2 separate regions of the Sus scrofa genome follow, and region 2 is linked to region 1. Evidence: chromatin contacts called from public promoter capture Hi-C data. All regions are on one chromosome and are shown on one strand. Each heading gives the region's core, a stretch centred on a gene start, on an enhancer-like site or on the middle of the called end of the contact. The rest is flanking DNA. Distances are from core to core; before and after follow the strand shown. Region 1 holds the start of CDC14B (dual specificity protein phosphatase CDC14B). Region 2 holds the start of ZNF367 (zinc finger protein 367).

Evidence for each region. Promoter capture Hi-C pulls out the DNA fragments that hold promoters and counts their contacts.
Region 2: a contact with region 1 is called in a promoter capture Hi-C map of fetal liver, with 2.9 times the contacts expected there. The contact joins the promoter of ZNF367 here to the promoter of CDC14B in region 1. A contact is called at or near these places in 2 of 5 promoter capture datasets (fetal liver and fetal skeletal muscle), 4 of 47 Hi-C or Micro-C datasets (embryonic fibroblasts, fetal heart ventricle, heart right ventricle and 1 more) and 1 of 2 datasets of contacts at active chromatin or transcription factors (skeletal muscle).

The regions. Positions count from the first base shown.
Region 1 is chr10:25,468,344-25,475,372 of Sscrofa11.1, reverse strand. It overlaps CDC14B (dual specificity protein phosphatase CDC14B), which reads right to left and starts at 3,397. Exons shown (of 15, transcript XM_021064578.1): 1 at 3,146-3,397. The coding sequence starts at 3,305.
Region 2 is chr10:25,704,181-25,711,209 of Sscrofa11.1, reverse strand. ZNF367 (zinc finger protein 367) reads right to left here and starts at 3,499. Exons shown (of 5, transcript XM_021064593.1): 1 at 2,705-3,499. The coding sequence starts at 3,112.

The sequences.
Region 1 (7,029 bases), core at 2,148-4,647:
CACTTGAACAGGAATAGAAAACTAGGAAGGGAAAGAAAATATTACCAGGGAGGAAAATTAACTACATCTATGTATCTCTTTTGGTTAATGTTTCACTTTAAAATTGTGCACACACTGCTTTTAGAAAACAATGCCTGAGGGGAAAATGAGTTGGAAACCACAGACCAGGGTGCCATTTGCTGAGGGTGAGGCCTCACGCCTTCCCTACAAATCCAATATAAAATAATCTCCATCCTGCATCCAAAATTACTTTGTCATGTATATCACACCAAAACAAACTGGCTTAGTATCATTTTTTAAACAATTTTTTTTCTTCTTTTTTATCTCTTTTTTTCTTTTCCAGCCACACCCGCCACACCCTAGCCATATGCATAGAATCTGAGCAACTCTGGATCCTTACATAATCCACTGCACCAGCTGGGGAGTGAGCCCTCAGGGCCTCAGCAAAAACACCAGATCCCCAACCTGCTGGGCCACAGTGAGAACTCCAATTTAGTATCATTTCTCCAAGGAAGTCAAGACAGTGATAAAGGGGTACATGGAGAAGTTACATCCCTGCAGTGATCTTACAGTGAGGCTGGACTCTCCCATTATCTGCGCTTCTAATCTAAATATTGTATTTTGATTTTATATAATGCACCAACTCTTGCCTCACTGTTCTGCTTGGTGATATTTTCTGAAGTTAACTCACTGATCACTGCCTCAGGAAAGCCAGCCACATTACATTTTTTTCTCCTTGAAGGAGAAGGAAGATCAGTCCAGTGACTTTACTGTCAGAAACTTCCTTTTTGACGGGAGACAACTGTCTAAACAAGTCATAAAACATGTATATACATTTAAATCCACAAATACCATTTTATGGTTTTATGCTTTAAAACCATATCTAGAAAAATAAAGAAGTAAAAAGAAATAAATAAATAAAACCGTATCTAGGGAGTACCCCTTGTGGCTCATCGGAAACATCCATGAGGATGCAGCTTCAATCCCTGGGTTTGCTCAGTGGATCTGGCGTTGCCGCAAGCTGTGGTGCAGGTCACAGATGTGACTCTGATCCTTCATTGCTATGGCTGGGGTGTAGGCCAGCACCTGCAGCTCGGATTGGACTCCTAGCCTGGGAACTTCCAGATGCCACAGATGTGACCCTAAAGAGCAAAAAATAAATAAACAAATAAAATAAAACCATATCTGTTTTAGCCTAAGCAGTAAGGAAAGCCAAATGAGGCAGTTCTGCATGTACTAATAGAAAATACCATGAAGAAAACACAACATGCAGGAGTTCCCGTCGTGGCTCAGTGGTTAATGAGTCCGACTAGGAACCATGAGGTTGCGGGTTTGATCCCTGACCTTGCTCAGTGGGTTAACGATCCGGCGTTGCCGTGAGCTGTGGTGTAGGTTGCAGACGCGGCTCGGATCCCATGTTGCTGTGGCTCTGGAGTAGGCCGGTGGCTACAGCTCCGATTCAACCTCTAGCCTGGGAACCTCCATATGCCCCAGGAGTGGGCCAAGAAATGGCAAAAAGACAACAACAACAACAGAAAAAAGAAAAAACAACATGCAAAACATGTTGTATGCCACTGTACTTGGGGACAGTACTGAATGTATATGCAGTCTATTTCTGGGAAGATTCACAAGAAACTAGGAACATAAGTTGCCTCTGGGGGAAAATATCCAGTGGCTGAGAACAACTTATGTATAATATGCCTGTTTAACTTCGGAATTAAGAATTCTATACCAAGGCAGTGTGTTGCTACCCCTAAGACTGAATGCTATTAAACACGGTCCTTCAAAACGGTATAAATAACAAAAGCATCCCGACTGTGTGGGGCCATCTCCCAGGGAGCACACACGTGGCGGGACCTGGTCTCAGCCTCAGCAAGCCGGCTTCAGCTACCACGGCGCCAGGCGCTACGGGACACCCGGGCAGGTGCCCCCAGAGACACGTATTTAAGGCCTTCTTGCCTCCCTCCTCGGTTCCCAAGGGCCATCCACTCAACGCCGAGGCACCTTCCACTCTACTCTCAGCTTTCTGCAAAATGGACCTTCTGTGTCCCACTGTCCATCCACTTAGAAAATAATTTCTACTAAAATTCTGTGTTTGAACACTTTCTAAATTAATGTCCTGACCGCTCCAGCTCACCTGGTTTTAGCAAAGGCTAAGGGCGGGAAACAGTTTATAAAAATCCCACACACCGAGGTTTCCACATTCCGCGCCACACGAAAACAGACTGCAAAATCCCTCAAAATTGTAGACAGCTGTGCTGTTTACAAAGCCTTACCACATACATCCTCATATTTAATGCCTTCACAGTCCTCAGTGTCAATCCTGGCAAACCCCACAGCTCCCAAACTGGATTTATTACATTTTCAGGAATTGTACAATCAGCACTAATAATAAGGCATCTATCAAACGGCTGCTTTTCTACCTGCTATTTCTCAAAAGTGACAACTCTGAGCATTCGGCACGCTGACCGATTCAAAAGCCATCAACGTGACACATTCCTTCCAGAAGCAAGGCAAGGGAATTTTCCCCAGGAGGGTCTGGGCAGTGCTCGTGCGCGCACTGGGGAGGGGGCAAGTGCCTTGAGGACCAGGGCAAGGATCAGGCTCCCCGGCCGGGCCGGGGAACGCCGCCCCAGGCGGGAGGGACTCCATTTCCCACAGAGCAGCGGAGGCTTGGCAAACGCCAAATAAACAAGGCAGCTCCCGTGCAGGCGAGTTCAGCGCGCTCGGGGAATCCTTTGGGAGTGACTCGGAGGTTCAGACTCTTGTTAAGGGCCAACCGACCTTCCAACCTGGGAGGCGTTATCAACTTGGATTTAGGAAAAGCCGGAGGCGCCGAGCTGACGCCAGCCATTTAGAAAGGTGACCCTCGGGCCATCTTGGCTGGGGTAGGAGGGTGCAAAACGGATAAAGTTACAGATCGCAGCAAACGCAGATGGAAACTCGGGGTAGGCGGGCGCTCCCAGAGAGCCCGGCTCCTGAAGGGGGTGTGGCCGGCTGGGGCTTTTATGGGGTGGGGGGTGGAGGCGTGTCAGTCGGGCCCCAGGAGGCGCCTATACCGCCTGGGTGGGTGGGCTAGGACCCCCGCGCCGGGTGCCGCGTGTCCGAGGCGGCCCACCGTGCGCTCGCTCGCTCGCTGGCTCACCGGTGATGTCCAGGTACAGGTCGTCCCGTTGGTCCAGGTTGTGCAGTTCCTGCGACGTGGAGCTGCGGCTCTTCTTCACTCCCTGCGAGGACGACGAACACCGCCGCGAGCAAGGGGGCGCGGCGGCCCAGCTCGGCCGCCGCTCGCTCTTCCGCTTCATGGAGGCGGCCGCGGCCCGTCAGGGGACCACGACCATGGCCCCGCGCGCCCGCTAGCCCGCCAAAGCCCCCGCCAGCCCCGCGCGCGGGCGCTCGGGGCGGCGGGCGCGGAGGGGCGCTGCGGCGACGGCGGAGCCCGGCGCGGGTGGCCGCGCAGGAGCCGGAGGAGGGGCCGGGCCCACCGCGCCTGCCCCGCTCCCTCCTGCGGCCGCCGCGGGACCGGCGCCGCAGCCCTTGGTATAGCGCCTCCTGCTGCTGCTGCTGCGGGCGCCCCCCAGCCCGCCCCCAGGTGCCCGCTGCCCGCTGGCGCGGCGGAGGCGACGGTGCTGCGGCCGGCGCCAGGGGCTGCCCGGGGTAACCGCGCGCGCCCACCGCAGCTGCAGACGCTGCTGCCGAGGCGCCCGAGCACAGCGGGCCGCGGCTCCCAGGGACCCCAGGAGGGCTGTTCCGTGGAGCTTCATTCACAAAAAAGGGCCCACAACCCTCCTCGGGGCCCGCAGACTGAGTCCTTTCATTGGTCAGTGAGTCGTGACGTCACGGAGACGGAGCTTTTCTACAGGCAGGTAGCCGGTGACGCCATAAAGAAAAGTCTGAGTGGTTCCGCCAATCAAAGATAAAAGTGCACTCGCGACCCTCCGCAAGCCCTCTAACTTCTGTTTCTTCTATGTTCCCAGAATGCCAAGACCCCAGTTTCAAACTTCCTTTAGTGAGTCATCAACGCTTTACACAGCCTCTACCCTAGTAACTTAACTGCGGTTCTTTGGCGTGTATATTTTTTTAAGGTATTTCTTGGTTTTCCGTCTGTATCGCTCCAAGTCAAAGGGGCTCGTGCCATGGCGGCTGGCTTGGAAAAGAGAATGGACTTAGTGAATTGTCCGCTGTTATGTAGACTTAAGGTGGAGTTGATTTCAGAATTTAGGAACTATTTAAATCAGCTACGCTCTTTTTAGTGACCTATGCCCAGGATTCAAATAGTCCAAGCAAGAGCTTCTTAAGGAGTCGATAAAACTACCATAGAAACACGATATACTACAATGGTTTGCACTTCGAAGTTCGTCATCTTGGAATCCTGTACCGGGATTGACTCAGTAGTTTCATACACCAGTTGCTATGTTTTTCTTACCTAAGGTATTGACAGGTCCAGTCGGTGAAGTATTGAAACAAGTAATCAATCTCCTTTTTTTTTTTTTTTTTCTTTTTCCTACTGAGTTAAAATAATGACAGATCTTTCTAGAATTTAACCAAGACTAACATTTTGAAGGGTCTTTGCTTCGAACAAATATCCGTGGCGGCATAGAAAAGTGTCAGAAGACCGGTGGGCAGTATCTAGATTTTAGACCCCAAAATTCTACTTCTAGCCACCTAGTCCCAATTTTCACCAGCACTTTCCACAATTACAGCCAGCCTCTAGAAGGAAGAATTTGAATCAGTCTCCTGGGAAGCCTTTCAGAAATGCAGATTTTGATGGAGTACCTCCCGGAGGGGCTATTTGACTTTTATTGTTGAAGGCCTTTACCTTAAGCACTGCTAATTGAGGAATGGAGGCTGGAGAAAAGAGGGCTCTGCCTGAGGGAGGCATTTGAACAGTCTGGAACTGGGGCTCTGACTTTTAGACCGGAAGCTAGGTCCTCATTTCATTCTTCCCTTTTTCCATAAGGAAATCAATGAAGGCCTTAAATTAAATCCAAAAAAAAAAAAAAAAAAAAGTCTTCAGGTTATCCATAAGAGCAACAAAAAAAAGCAAGAGACTTGGGAAGTGCTCTGCAAATGAGTCCAGGTCAGCAGAAACCTACCCATACCAGGTCTTCCTCTGTTCTCAACAAGAAGAGGAGGCCTTTCACACTGACCTAGAGGCTCAGGAGCCATTTTCCAGGCTACCTGGGATTTTATAAGAGTAGGTCTTGGTTTTTTGTTTTGTCATATTGAGGTATAATTGACATATAACATTATGTTAAATTTCAAGTGGCCAACCTAATGATTTCATATCTGTGTATATTTTAAAATGATCACAATAAGTCTAGTTAACATTGAGAAGGTCTTTTTTTGTTTGTTTGTTTGTTTTTGTTTTTTTAGGGCTGCACCTGAGGCATACGGAGGTTCCCAGGCTAGGGGTTGGATCAGAGCTATAGCGGCTAACCTTCACCACAGCCACAGCATCGCCACATCCAAGCCAGGTCTGCGACCTACCCGACAGCTCATGGAGACACATGATCCTTAACCCACTGAGCGAGGCCAAGGATCAAACCTGCGTACTCGTGGATACTAGTCAGTTTCATTTCTGCTGAGCCACAACTGGAACTCTAAGGTCTTGTTTTAAATAGATATTACATGAGAGTTGTCTCCCTAGAGTAAAGAAATTAAAGTACCCCCCCCCCAAAGAAAGGGAGTTCCTGTCGTGGCTCAGCAGTTAGCGAACCCAACTGGCATCCATAAGGACTCGGGTTCGATCCCTGACCTCGCTCAGTGGATTGAGGATCCCTCCTTGCTGTGAGCAGTGGTGTAGGTTGCAGAGGCATCTCAGATCCCACGTTGCTGTGGCTCTGGCGTAGGCCAGCGGCTGTAGCTCCCTCCAGTTGGACCCCTAGCCTGGGACCCTCCATATGCTTCAGGTGCGGCCCTGAAAGACAAAGAAAGAAGGAAGGAAGGAAAGAGAAAGAAAAGAAAGAAATTCAAGTACCCTATGACTTTTTATTTATTTGAGAGCAACTTATCTAAATGTCAGACTAAGAACAAAGTGCCAAGAATTTCACTCTATCAGTTTGTTTTCTCTCACCTTCAAATACAGTGGGCTAGAAATGCTATTGAAATGCATATCATTGCAATAAAAGGAAAAAGTGTTATAAATACAGATAATTATACAGTGTAAGCATTGTATTTTACAAACATACAATTTTATGGTTTTGTTGGTATAACACTATTAGGAGAGAAGATGTGTGATTACAGTTTGAAATTTTGCAGAAATATCTTCCATTTTAGGGGAATAGGAAGCCCATATACTATGTATACACATTTAAGTTTAAAACGTTATTTAAAATATTTTGTTTTTAGGAGTTCCCGTCGTAGCTCAGGCAGTTAACAAACCCGGCTAGTATCCTTGAGGACTCGAATTCGATTCCTGACCTCGCTCAGTGGGTTCAAGATCCAGCGTTGCCCTGAGCTGTGGTGTAGGTCACAGAAGCAGCTCAGATCCCGAGTTGCTGTGGCTGTGGTGTAGGCTGGTGGCTACAGCTCTGATTGGACCACCAGCCTGGCAACCTCCATATGCTGCAGGCGTGGTTCTAAAAAGACAAAATATATATGTATTTTGATCGTGGCAGAAAAGTGATATTTCTTACTGATAGTTGTTTTGTGTATGGCACTTCTGTTCAATAAGCTGACCTCTGGGCTCTGAGAATATGACCACAGGAAATGTGGTTTCATTTGCTTGGTTGGCTGCTAGTTTGTGATTCAAATTGACCTTTGATCATAGAATTTTAGAACTTGAAGCACCTTATACAATATTTGGTGCAAGGCTGCCCTCTCACAGCGAGGACATGGGGACACGTATAAGTGGCAGTGGCAGCTCAGGGGCCAGAACCCAGACACTCTCCAGGATTCTGATTTCATAAAGAACTTTAAAGAACTTAAAGAACAAGTGCATCTGGTTGATTCTCCACATTATGGGCAGTAGCATGAAAAGCTAAAAAGGAACGTTTTCTTAGTTATTTCACGTAACTTGATTTTCTG
Region 2 (7,029 bases), core at 2,250-4,749, 240 kb before region 1:
AAAAACTGCTCTGTACTAATCAGCTATTTGTAAGGCTATGTGCAGCCTATATATCGAAAAGTGTTCAGTCATCGAAAGGGGAAAAGGCAGCTGGCAGGTCCTGAAGGGTGAATGGTACCTGAGGATATGCAGAGAAGCCAAGCCACACTGGCTCCAGAGTGAAGTAATCTCATATATGCAGTCTGAGTAGAGGGCACAAAGGCACAAGATGTGGAGGCCTGGACTATCTTATGGCAGAGGGAAAAGAGACCTGCTCTCTTCCCTTCCAGAATTTGAAGAGATAGTGCTAATATATAGAATTACATCCCAATTATCCCAATACTACTAAACAATCTTTTGATGAGGGGCCAAAACAAGTTGGTAGATGATGGATGTTCTTGCCTCAGGCAGGGGAGGCAGTGTTGGGCCAGAACAACAAGAAAACATGCAAGAGCTGACACCAAGTGTGCAGGACTTAAATGTTAACGCCTCCTTTGGGAGCAGTGGGAACAAATAGAGAGTAAATGAATGAAAATGTTGTTTTCAAATCCACAGCTATTGCCTTTAACCCAGGTTAGAGAAGGGAGTGAGATGGGGGTTAAGGACGCATGTTACTGGCAGCATCTATTTTACAAATGTGTCTCCCCTCTTCCTAAAACGTGAGCAGACTCAATCAGCATGATTCGCCTATGAAGCTTAAGGAGATAGAGAACTGCAAGCACCTTAGAGAAGCAAAACAAATTACTGAAACTCCCTATCTGCAGTCTGGAATATACGGATCACAGATCAAACTAGGAAACTTCCTGAAATGAAGGTATATTCCAGATCTTTCCCCCTCAAGCTGGAGAAGCTAAATGAATGAATTTTTGGAGCTGTACTTGGACTGCCTCATGGATAAAAGGACAAGTTAAAATCATTCCATGTAATAACATGAAACAGTTACAGTATGAATGACTGTGGGGAGGGGAAAAAAGTGAAATATATAAAAGCCTTTTCATTTTTACATGTTCTTCAGAATCTGAGGTATGTTTTACCTCTGAAAAGAGGTAGACCAAGTGGAAGTAAAATTCAAATCCATGCATTATTAAGCAACTTTTATAAAAGGTTTGTATGACGATAAGCCTGTTTCAGGCCAAAAACAAAAACACACACCTATAGAGTTCACTTATCTGTGGAAACATTAATTTTCTTCGATAACCCAAAATTAGATTCAGTTATGATTAAGAATAATAGATGCAAAATCTTCCACAAGTATTTGTGCATGTATGTATTTTAGATTCTCTCAACTATATAGCCAACTATGTTGGGGTTTTTTAAGTACTAAATATGTAAATACGTTAACACACACACACAAAATATCTAGGATACTCAGCCATCTCACTAAGGACTGCCTAGAGAAGGCACAATGTGTTTACAAACAGCGCTATTATGAGTATTTCTAACGCTTGTGCTTTCAAATTTTTACTGAAGTGCAGCTTCAGCGTTGAAGTGTGTCAGGCACATGGTTTTATAATTTTCTGTTTCTTCAATAACAATGACATTAGTAACAAAGTGTCTCAATTTCCTCTGGGCTCCAAACAGAGTTTCAACATCTTTGCTCTTGCGTGTAAAATGATAACCTAACTTGTTTCAATTTATACAGTATATAGATGTACTTATTCCAAGATGACTTGTTTTTCACCTTTAGCAAACTGCTCATCTTATACAGCCATTTAACAATTTGAGCCTGAATATTAACCTTATATTAGCAGCATTCATTACACAAATACTTAAGTGAGCACATTTATTGAGCATTTACAGAGTGCAAGGTATTAAAGTCGAGTAAGTCCACCAGAAAGAAATAAACCCGGCACTCCCTGAGCTTACAGCCTATAGAGGTAAGTATATGTCAGCAGACAGACTCTCCCAAAACACGCTCAGGTCTAGGAGTCACAAAACTTCCACTATAATCCCAGCACTCACTCTATCTAGCTGTGTACCTTGGGGAGCTCCCTTCACCAATCCCTCTAAGCCTCAGTTGCCCGATTTCTTAACTGTAGGTTTGTACCAGGTAGTCACATCCTTCCCAGCTCTAAACCGGTAAGATTTCGAGCAATTCCAGGTCTGTGACAACAGCGTCCCATTCCACTGCGTGCTCTCAGAACCTAGCAAAGTTGTACGCTGGATGCATGAAACAACACAGCGAGGGCTCAATTCCCGCTGGGGAGGAATCCCCTAAATCCCCTCTTTTTCTTCGGCCATCTCAGCAAAGCATCTTTAGCAGGGTCGGGGTATCTGCGGTGATGAAGCAGAAACTGGGCAACCTGTCCCTTCCCTCACCCAGAGGAACAGTTCAAGGCCCGCGGCCCTTCTCTCCCACTTCCGCCAGAGCGGACCAAGCGGACTGCCGTACTACTGGCAGAGCCACTTGGCCGCGTTACTCCGCGACCCCAGGCCGCGCGCCAACCCAGTGCACCAGCGGACCAGTGGCTTCGGGTCTACTGGGCCTCCCCACCCCCTCTGGCCGGTGTCATGTGACTGAAGCCCCGCCCCCAGGAGCAATTTTTTGGCGCGCGGCAGTGACGTCAGCGTCCTGTCACCCGCCCCCGCCCCGCCGCCGCGGAGCAACCTCGCGTTTTAAACTCGGCCCCGCCCCACCCGCCGAGTCCGCGGGCGCTGCCGGCTGTCCGGCCGCGCCGTTAACGGGCCCTCGCCGCCCCGCGCCCCGCCAGCCGGTGCCGCTTACCTTGAGGTGGCCACTGTCCGGGCTGCTCGCTTCCTCCTCGTCCTCACCTCCCGAGGCGGCGGCGGCCGAGGGGGTGGGCAGGGGCGCGCCCCGGCCCCGAAGCCCCGAGTGCTCGGCGACCGCAGGCAGGGCAGCCGAGGCGGCGCCCCCGGCAGCCCCGGGGCTGAGCGTCACGTTGTGCGCGTTCTCACCCCAGCGCCACGGGTACACCATGAAGTCGCTGAAGCCAGGGCTGGTGGGGATGAGAGGCGGCGGCGGCTCCGGCTCCCCTCCGCCGCCGCATGTGGGCTTGATCGGGGTCGTCCTAATGACCGACACCAGCACCCGCTTCGGGGAGTCCTGGCAGAAGATGACGGGCGGCGGCTGCGGCGGGTTGTCCGCCATTGGCGCCTCCACACCCCGGATCATTGCCCGACCCGGATCCGCAGCCCCAGCGGCCGTGGGCCACACTCCCTGAGCTCGGGTCTGGCCCTTCGCTCCGCTAGCCCGCGCTGCTCCGAGTTGCCGGCTCTCAGTCCCGCCGGCTCATGGCAGGCGGACGTTTCCTGGAACCTTCCTGCGCCGCGGCCAACGAAAGAGCGGAACGGCTCGGTTGGCACCAGGCGGCCGGAGCTGGACCCCAACCCTGGGTCAGGCCGGTCCTCCGCTCTTCGTACCCCAACGCAGGCTGCAGCCGCGGGAAGCAGCAGGCGGCCCGCGTTGCGATGACAGGAAAGCAGGACGCGAGGCGCTGAGCCCCCGAAAATAACAACCTGCCGCCGGGGTCCCTGCTCCAGTTTTTCCCGCGTTACATTTCGCGCCTGGGCGGGGCCAATCACCGCGAAGCCTCTGCCCGCTGGTCGCGGCGGAGAGTGACAGGTCGCTCGAGCCAATGGCCGGGCCTGGACCCCTTTCCAGCCAGAGCGGGGTGGAGCCGGATCTGTGCGCGGGTCCTTTCTGCCACGCCATTGGTCGCCGCTCTTGTATTTTTTTTCTGCCAAAAGGGCCAACAAGCGTTCGAAGCTCCGCGGGAGCGCGCGACGTCTGAACTTGCCAGGACACACCCTCCAGGGTCCCGCCCCGCCAGTCCTCGGAGCGGGTCGTCGAGGTGGGAGGTGCGGGGCCATGGGCGGGGGCGGGCGTCAGGAGTGTTGCCGATTGGAGAGGTGTCGGCGAGGGGCGGAGACAGGGGCGGTCGTTGGCCCGCAGGGGCGCGCGTTCACCGGCCCCACCCGCTGGTGGCTGTTGGTCAGCGGTTCCCGCGCGGCTGGGAATTTAAAGGGCTGGGGCCCAGGCAGCCCGCCCCGCCCCCGGCTCCCGCCACCCGCTTCTGGGGCATCGAGGCCTTCCTCCTGCAATTTCTAGTGGACACCCAGAGGTGCCGACTTTCTTAATGGCTCCCGTCTGCCCAGCTCTTGGGCTCGCTGTGAATTGACCCTCTCCGCACCCTCGATTCGCCCCGAGGCTGAAGCGGTCATCGGTCCCAGCCTTCGGCTTCCCGGACCTCGGTTTCCCAACTGTGCAAAATGGGGTAGTTAGGGAAGTCGTCTCTGAGGTCCCCGAGTGCTGCTCGCCGCTCAGAGGGGACACGAACGCAGGCGTGTGTGTGTGTGTCCGTGGTCACCCCCGGCACAGATACCCGAAAGACCCCGAGGACTCCCCGTCCCCGCGCCGTGGTTCCTCACCCAGTCTGGGGCGCACCTTCATCCCCGAATCTGCAAGGGCGTGGAGATGTGAGTGCCCGGAGGACCTCACCCCACATTGAAAGGACCTTGAACAAGCCGGCGAATCCAGCTCTGACAGTCACCCACCGAGGGCCAGCGTGGGGCTCGGAAGCACAGCACAGCAGACGATGGGGCAAATGGCATGCCCAGCCTCACATTCACTAGAAATGTGAAAGAAGTGACTGTGCCTTGTTTTTTACTGTATTGCCAGGGCCTAGTCTGACACATGGCAGGCCTTCAATAAATATTTGTTGAATAAGTCAATGAATATCCAGTATTTAAGTGTTAGAATTGGTGATTAAGAGCAGAATATTTCTCTCTCGCTCTCCCCTTTCCCCCTTCCTCTCTACCCCTCTCTCCCTTCCCCCTCTTTATCAAATACACACACTCAGCTATGCCACAACTGTTTAAAAACAAACTTAACTTGTATAAACAAGTGTGCTTTTTTTCACGTTAAAAAAAAAAAGATGGAAAGGAATTCTCTTGTGGCGCAGGGGGTTAAGGATCCCGCGTTGTCACTGCAGCGGCTTGGGACGCTGCTGTGGCACCGGTGAGATCCCTGGCTCAGGAACTTCCACATGCCAGGGGCGTGGCAAAAAAAAAAAAAAAAGTGGAGAAAAACAAATACACATTTTTGTTTTTATGTGTACAAAATATCTCTAGCAAGATACACAAGAATTGTAACAAGTTGATCCCAGGGAGGGGAATTATGTGGCTAGGAAACAGGGTGGAAAGATTCCAAAAGGTACAACATATAACTCTTTGCATCTTTTAAACTTTGAACAGAGTGAAAAATATCTTTTCAACAAACGAAGTAGTATGCAGCTACCATTTCCTGGAAACCTACTATAATAATAGCATATATCTACTATAATAGTGTATATCCAACAATAATATGGATGGACACTTCACTTAGCTTCTACTGCTGTCAACAGTTCAGTGAGGTAGATACTACTTATTTCCACTTTATAGGTGAGGAAATTGGAGATTTGCCCAGGGTCACATAACTTGATAAAAATCCTCTGTTAAAGCTGGCTCTGAGGAGTTCCTGTGTGGTGCAGTGGAAACGAATCCAACTAGGAAGCATGTGGTTGCGGATTTGATCTCTGACCTCTCTCAGTGAGTTAAGGATCTGGAGTTGCTGTGAGCTGTGGTATAGGTCGCAGATACAGCTCGGATGCTGCGTTGCTGTGGCTTGACCCCTAGCCCGGGAACCTCCGCGGGTGCGGCCCTAAAAAGCAAAATAAATAAATAAAGTTGGCTCTGAAAACTGCCTATGGATTATACTCCTTCGAGTCCACTGAAGAAAACGAGGAAGTGGCTGAAAAATGGGAACCCCCCCCCACATTTCTGAGACCTGTTTCTCATATTCCAAAACTTTCAGGTTTCAGAAAATATCAGAACCAAATTGATATTTAAATAAATAGTTGATGCAGAAAATTCAAAGTTCATCTCTCATTTTACTTAATTTAGTAAACACTCATCTTGTTTTTAAAATTTCATACCAAATGACTGTACCATATACTTCTGAATCCATTGGAAGGGAAATATAGTCCATCCATCACTTATACTTGAAAAACAGCAAAAAGGAAAAAAGTGATATATCCATCTGGGACTCTCAAATTAAGAGTTGAGCAAGATCCAACAGATTAAGCACCAACCAATAGTTACTGTGTAACATGTCCCAGAGGGCAAGATGAATCATTCAGAAGCAGGACACTGACTTTCTGCTTCTAAAAATTACTTTTCATCAACAGTATCCTGGCAACTGCACTTGCTCTCTGCCACAAGAGAATGAAAAACATGCCAGGAATGTGTGAAGTGGGCAGAGGGTGATTCCAGGAGCGGAGCTGAGGTCATGCAAGATCTGTTTGGCTCAATTTCTATGCAACTAGGAAGCTGTCTGAAGTGTGTGGATCATATTCCTGATGTCTTTGTTCTGCCCTAGACATAGTCAACATCCCAGAATACTAAAACCCATCTAAGATACATAAACTATATATTATTACAGTAGTCTTTGCAGTTGTTAAAAATCAAGGCCTCTACTCATAAAGATACATACCTCAAACCCTCTTTTTAAAATACACTTTCAAATTTCAAGATAAAGTCTGAGTAAAACAAGATTTTTTTCACTTCAAAAACATATCAACCAGAGCATTTGAAACTGCTTGATTGCTACAAAACCTTCTAGTTGGTCTGGGAGACTGAGCATAACATAAATCCTTTTAAATGGTTTGGCTTCACAACTAAAAGTGCAGATAAAACTGCTTTGCAAATAGATGTAGGATAAAAAAAATGCCTGATCACCTTTTTGGGACTAGCAAGAAGATAATTTATCATAAAATTCTCCAAAATAATTTTCTCAATGTTCTATTTGGCAACAGACTCAAACTTGAGTTCCAAAAATCCTCTTACCATGGTCTCCTGTAATATTTCAATGGGATTTTTAAGCTCTAACAACAGGAAAATATCTACACAGACCAGACCAGATATGTTTTTCATCCAAAAGAGCCTTCCTCAAAATATTTTCTAAAAACCTTGCCCATGAGAGTTTCATCAAGTTAAGAGAATAAGGAAACAATTTTTAACATCTTGTTTTCCTATCTACCAACACAAATGCCC